Regions from separate parts of the Mus musculus genome. Here region 1 is linked to region 2. Evidence: chromatin contacts called from public promoter capture Hi-C data. All regions are on one chromosome and are shown on one strand. Each heading gives the region's core, a stretch centred on a gene start, on an enhancer-like site or on the middle of the called end of the contact. The rest is flanking DNA. Distances are from core to core; before and after follow the strand shown.

Evidence for each region. Promoter capture Hi-C pulls out the DNA fragments that hold promoters and counts their contacts.
Region 1: a promoter capture Hi-C map of cranial neural crest shows a contact between it and region 2. The contact joins the promoter of Repin1 here to the enhancer-like site in region 2. A contact is called at or near these places in 2 of 39 promoter capture datasets (cranial neural crest and trophoblast stem cells), 1 of 115 datasets of contacts at active chromatin or transcription factors (stem cell-derived neural progenitor cells) and 2 of 9 other capture datasets (adipose tissue and embryonic stem cells).

Annotation. Positions count from the first base shown.
Region 1 is chr6:48,592,216-48,595,637 of GRCm38.p6, reverse strand. It overlaps Repin1 (replication initiator 1), which reads right to left and starts at 1,755. Exons shown (of 3, transcript NM_001079901.1): 1 at 1,586-1,755; 2 at 662-847. The coding sequence starts at 806.
Region 2 is chr6:48,014,965-48,018,435 of GRCm38.p6, reverse strand. It overlaps a transcript of Zfp777 not described here. Among named protein-coding and RNA genes, the nearest start is that of Zfp777, 31 kb to the left of the region's middle. Within about 2 kb of position 2,020, at least 110 of the 459 cell types and tissues checked have an H3K27ac peak or open chromatin away from gene starts, as enhancers often do.

The DNA of each region.
Region 1 (3,422 bases), core at 506-3,005, 580 kb before region 2:
GGGCAAGGTGCCTCTACTAGCACAGACTAACACCAGGCCACCACCTGTCCAGACTACCCACAGTCTGCCTGCCAGCCCTTCTCCACCCACACCCAAGCAATTGCAACTGGGACATTGGGGGGAGGGGGGAGAGGCAAGCACTTCTCAATCCAAGGAACACCCACAGTCTGCTGCCCCTCCCCTGGAGTGAGGGAGAACCCTGGCTCAGCATCTCTTAAGGGGGCTAGGGATTACTGGGGTAAAGAAAGGGGTGGGAAGAAGAGATCATAATCTCTGTCCCTTGCCTGGTCCTGCCCAAACCGGGCCAAGGACTGCCCCACTTCAGCTATACCCCACAGGGGAACCCAGATTCCTGAGAGCCTCCTACACAGAGTCAGTTCAGGGGTGGCAGTAAGACTTCCCAGGGACCTTTTCATGTCTGTTCGTGGCCTCTGTCCGGGCAAAACCTCCTGAATTCCTTTACAGCCTGCTCTCTTTTGGGGGACTACAGACATGACTCAACCCCACCAACCCCCAACTCCCACCCCCGCCTGAACCCAGGGAAGACTCCATGATAGGAGAATGGATTCCTTCCCCAGTACATCCCTGTCCTGCAAGTATAGGAGACATGAGCGCTGGAGTTATGGGTTGGTTTGAGGGCACAAGAAAGGCCAAACTCTACCCTGAAGACTGAAGAGCTGGGGGTGAGGCTTTTTCCAGCTCCTTCTGGGGATGTTCCTGGGGAGACTTCGGCTGCTTCGGCCCACACTTCGGTAGCCCCCGGATGACAGAGAAAACTGTAGCAATAAAGACATCCCTATCCCCATGGCAGAGCTCAGACCTCTAACTGCTGAGAGGTCAGCCTTACCTGGGGAAGGGAGAGAAAAGAACGAGTGTGAGGCTCTGCGCTAAGCCAGGGCAGGTTTGTGTCATCACCCAGTCTCTCCCAGATTCAAGGCTACAGAGTTCAGCCTTGAACTCCATACCCAGCCTGGTCGAATGACCTAGCGGACACTGAACTAAATAAAGCATGAGCATGACCCTTTACTGAGGAAGCACAGTGCTGCCTTTGGAGGCCACCTCCTAGCCTGGTAGGGCCCCAGAAGAATAGCCTCCTCCATCTGTTGCAAGGCTCTTTCTCAGTGGCCAAAGGGCTGCCTAGGCAGTAACTCTGGAATCCCTATTGCCTCCCCTTCCCCCACTCTCCGCGCAACATAAATTCCAGGCCTGTCTCCCGAGGGTCTACGCAGGGAGCGCCAGAGTGCCCAGGACTCTCCAGAATTTCCTTGGTCATCTAGGGCAGCCCCGGGTGGCAGCAGGCCCACACACTCCCCCTTTGTATAGATGCGTGTCCTCCGTCCACATTTGCTGGCTCGCTGGACCGGTTCGGACCAGCCAGTGGGCCATCTCGGGTCCCACGCACAGCGCAGCCCGCGGAGCCTGTGCGCAGGTGCGCTCGCCCCGCGCCTCAACACTCCCCCCCCCCTTTCATATTCCGCGCGCGCGCGCGAACCCCACAGCCGCACACACTCACGGTCACGCGCCCCACAGGTGGAGCTGCCCTCGCACGCCCTCGGTGGCCCCTGCGCCCTTACTCGACCCATACCTCTCCCGCGTGCCCTCCAGGGACGCAGCGCCCATCCATAGAGCACCAGGCCGGCCTCTGCGGCCGGTTCCCCGCCCCGCAGCGGCGACAGCGGCAGGTTCGAGTTCACAACTGCCAGGCCCGTCCCCAACCTCCCCCCACGCGCTGGGTTCCCAGCTCCACGTGACTACAGGAGCTGCGGAGGGTCAGTCTCGGCTAGGCGGCCGCGGCCTGGGGGCGGGGCGGGCCAGGTCACCCCGCTGCACTGCCGCTCCGGCACAAGGCCAGGGAGGGCCCCCGGCTCCATCGCCATGGCAGCCACCAGCTCCGGTTTGGCCACCGGCCCGAGCTTCAGTTTCCTAACCCTCTGCCCAGAAAAGGATGCTCGCCCCTGGGCCACCTTGTGGCCAGGCTGTGGTCACTGTGTTTGGTCCACCCTTACTGTCTTTTTCAAAACTCAGAGCCAGAGAGAACTAGACAGGGCACCAACGGTTCTCCTGGCGTCGAGCCTGGGGCTTTGCCCAGTCCGCTCTAGCTTAGGGCTGGAACACAGCACCACGGCAACAGAGCGCATCTGGATGAAGAATGAATGGCCCGCAACTGTGAATTCTGCAAGGCCCTCTATTCCCACAACTAAGATCCGGAGTGGCCTAAGCTCTAGAGATGCAGGCCGGGCCCAGGTGGCTGTTGGCACAAATGGGTCGTTTACCCTTGGAAACGCACAGCAGCCAGTGTGGCGTCTGCGGAGGCAGGTGCAAGCCTGTGGCCATGACTCACCACCCACTAGCAGGTGGCCTTGGCTTTCCAAAAGAACCCCATCTTGGAACTTCCAGACCAGTGCAATTTCGTGTCCTTTCATGCTTTCAACAGAGACAAGCTTTGAATTGTACAATTATTTTAAAAAAAAACACTTTTAAAATCTCTCCCAAGGGCCATCTAGCCCTCTCATATATTAGCCTCCTAAAGCCAATTACATTCGGTGTTTGACATACTCGAGTGTTCTGAATAGTATTTTATATTGGGGAAGCCTGGGTTATCCCTTGCAACTGTACATGCTGGCTCTTCACTTAAGATATTGTAAGTTTTCTCCCATTTCGTTGTTCTCTTATATATTATATTAAAACATATATATATATATATATATATATATATATATATATATATAGTTTAATGGCTGTATAAATATGCAAATCGATTACATATTTTTCCTATGTCCTTATAGATTAATGTCTCATTACCCATGTCCAGGTTCAAACTTTTGGAGGTAGAAACAGATGGTCAAAGACAAGATTCATCAGTTATCCCTGAGAAATGACCATTTTTTTCCATTTCCTTGACAACATGGGCTATTTTCCCAAATTTAATTAAAATGACTGTTTGCTTCAATTTTTGCTTCTTGGGTTGCTGGTTTCCTGACTTGTTTGTTTTGTGTGATTTTTTTTTTAAACCAGTTTATGCTATGACTACTGAGAATTTATCTTTGCCTGACTTTCTATTTGCTCACTTTCAAGGCTGGGAAGTTGGGATGGTTGTTTGGGTTTCATGCTTAAAGATGTTCATTTGTCATATGTGTGGAAAATATTTTCCCCAAAAGATTGTTCTTTGGGGGTGTAGGGGTGGGAGGCAAGGTCTCACTGTGCAGACCCCACTGGCCTCATACCCAAACCCGGTGGCCTGTCTGCCAAGTGCTGGGATCACAGGCATGCCCACCTCACTTAGCAACGCTAATTTCTGAAGTGATAAAATTTTGGCTTTATGTGCTAAAACCTGCCCATCCTTTTCTTTCTGGTGTGCACCTTTCTGTTTGTGTTTGGAGAGTGATCTTGCCCAGGCCACGCTACTCTTTATGATGATAGTT
Region 2 (3,471 bases), core at 771-3,270:
AATATGCATTAGCTACCATCTGGCATGAGGACTTGTAGCCATTTTCAGACCTGTGATGTCGACATGAAGTGTGTCACTAGGAAGAGCCTGCTGCCCCTCTCCCTTTTAAAGACGGCCTCATGGAGCGCAGGTTTGTGGAGAGCTCACTGTGGATGGAAGGATGACCGTCTGCCTCATCTCCCAAGGGCTGGAACAACCAAATTCAAGACACAAAGCTTTATCAACTATATGAAGATGGGCCAAATCTGCAGCTCAGTTTTTCTGCACTTTGTCAGTGTTCCAAACTTTTGTTTGCAGCCTCTAAGTCCCTTGTTTAAATGGAACCATTTAAATAGTAGCGCATCCTTCCTGCTGGCCACTGTCTGCCTGGCCTTCTGGACTACCAAGAGAGAAGCTTGCTTTAAATCTAAGGTTCTGACCAAGCACCTGTGACTCTTAACATTTCCCAGTCTCAAACCAAGCTCTGGATGTCTAATTTATTCAGTGACACTTGCCATAGTTACCTCATTCCTGGATGGAGCGAAGTTTCTTAACTTTAATTTCCTTTCAGGTTTCACATGCTTGGCAGATATTCCTATCAGAAGATGATAAGTCCCCATAAACTCACCAGGAAAATCTCAGAAGCCAAAACTCACCAGGAATTCCTGGAAGGCTTTGGAAATGACAGCACAGATGTCCTTAAAGGATCCATTATAATTTCAGCACATGCTCCCACTGCCTTTTCCAGGGAAGAATCGGGGACCTTGCCTCATACCTTGTAAGCATCCTGGAGAGGCTATACTGCCCTGGGATTACAGGTACCTCCTAGGGGTAGCACTTAGTGGCCATCATGCGTTTGATTTCCCTACAGATGGGGACAGCTTTTACTTACTTTGTACTTGCTCTGGAGTCTGACACCCAGGCTTATCAATCTCATGGATAAATATGTTACATGTCAACAATGATAAAAACTTGGCCTCGTGGGAACAGATTTTTGGTTTTTTTAAACAGGATGGAACTAGGTAGCCCTGACTGGTCTGGAACTTGCTATGAAGAAGACTAGGCTAGCTTCAAACTTACAGAACCCTGCCTCTTCCTCCCAAGCTCTCAAGACCACCATGCAACACCACCTTCCCAATCAGAAATACTTTCTTAATTATAGACAATCCCAAACCAGTGCCCTGTGTGGGGGCACAGCAATGTCAGTGTTCAGGAGGCTGAGGCCAGCATGTGCTCTACAGAGGCCAGCCAGGGCTATAGCAAAAGTCTGCCTCAATAAACAAACAAAAAATCTAAAACTTTTAAACGATACTATCTTTTAGTATGCATTCACTCCAGTAATGCCTCTCATATTTAGCCCACGTACTCGGTAGCGTCTCCAGGCCCCTGCCAAACCCTCCAAATGGGTGCCTGCTATGTGAGAGAAAGGTACGTAGAGGTCTCATGAGGAATCCAAAGACAGGCAGGCTGAAAGCGAGACCTAAGGAAGATGGTGTGGTGTGCCTCCCGGTACCAAGGACCCCACTCCACCTTTCGAACTGAGCATAAACTGCTGGAATCCGGAATAAGCCAGGCTTTGGGACTCTGGTTTCAGATGCCTGGCTTAGCTGTCTGGCCACTCTCTCTGGCACGATTAGAAGCTCTGACCTTGGGAAAGATCTCCCTACCCCATCATCTAACCCCTTCCAGAGGGGGCAAGCCCTTCAGACGCCCAGAGAACCCCCAGAATGGCCCATCTCTTCTGCCCCAAGGACTTTTAAAGAAACCTCTCAAATCCCAAACACGTGTGTGGCAGTGAGACAACGAGCCAAGGCTCCAAAAAGCCATCCTATTTTCTAATCCCCGAACAGTATTTTTTGGGTTCTATATTTATATTTTCAATAAATGTAAATAGATCATTGTTTATACCTTTAAACCAATTTTAATGGTGTAAATTCCAAATGTCCTTCCTCCCAGCATCTTCTCCCTGGCCTCCATAGGCCTGGCACACTACCTAAGCTCCTGCAGGCCCCCACCACGTCGGGCTGTGCTGGCCGTTGTGCTGCCCCCTGGCGGCCAGCACCGAGAGGGCCTCGGAGGCCGGCGCCCACCTGGCTGTTGGTGGCCGCTCTAGGAATGTGAGGGGGGGGGGGGGCTCTCGGTGGTGGTGGTGGCGCAGGCGGTTTCCGCGCGCCCAGTCCCCGCGCCACGCCCAGGGGTGGCTGGCCCCAGAAAGGCCAGCCCCAACCTCCTCGCCAGCAGCCTGCCCTTCCCACTGCAGCGATGCCTCAACGCCAACTTTTTTTTTTTTTCTCTGCACCCTCGGGGCAGCACGGCCTTGTTCCCTGGGGTTTGTGCTGCGGGTTCTTTCTCCAAATCCCCAAGCAAACACAATTGTGCATACACCAAGGCGAGGCCTCAGGAATTTGCAGGTGATAATAGATACCGAGACTTACTCCCAACCGAGTGCTCAAACCAGTTGCAGAGAAGAAAGCCAAAAGCGAGGAGAAAGGAATGAAGAAGTTCACGGTCCTTTAAGGTTTATGTTTAAAAAAAAATGTGTATGTGCCTTTGAGCATGTGTGTGCACATGAGTGCAGCTCCCAAGGCCAGAGGCACCCAATCCCCTGTTGTAAACTGAGCTTCAGTTCTCTGCAGGAGCAGCAAGCTCTCGTGGTTTTTGTTTGTTTTTAACATTTATTTTATGTGTACGAGTGTGTTGCCTGCATGTTTACATGTGTACCACAACGGTCAGAACAAGATGTTGGGTCCCTTGGAACTGGAGGTATGGATACACCTTATGAGAGAGACACTGTGTGGGAACTGGGAACTGAACCCAGGTCTTCTTAATGGGTCAGCCATCCTCCAGACTGTCTTTTGAGAGGAAGGTCTTACTATATGGACCTGGCTGGTGACCTCACATTTTCATCATCCTCCTGCCTCAGTCTTCCAACTGCTGCATCACCACACCCACCGGTTCTCTCACAATTTTGGAGAAAGTCTAAGTTCAATGTGGGACAGATAGGTCCTTTCTGGATGTGTTAGTCTGAGTGCTGCCTCTGTGCCCAACTGAGCTTCCACTTTGCCCCATTCTTATCTTTGAAGACAGGGTGCCTGTAGGCCAGAAGTCTTTCCTTAGGTGAGCCATCAGGAACTACTATTTAAAAGATGGTTGACGGAATGACCACTAGTCACCCTGTGAGTTCATCATAAATCCTGTTTGCATGCTAAAGAACACACCATCCTTTGCCATAACAACAATTTCCATAGCTATATTTGCAAAGAACCACTAATAGGGATGAGGTAGGAAAGAGAAAGAGTCGTCAAAATTCCCGGCAAATCTCCCATTCTCAAAAAGCACACTACCATTCTCCTTTGAGCCCACCTGCCCCCATTTCCTTTACTCTCTAGCTTCCTAGACACCAAGAATTTATTATGGGGTTTATCTCCCACATCTCCTATTCTTGGATAATAATAAAGGACTCACTACTCAGGCTTCATATTGGTTCCACAA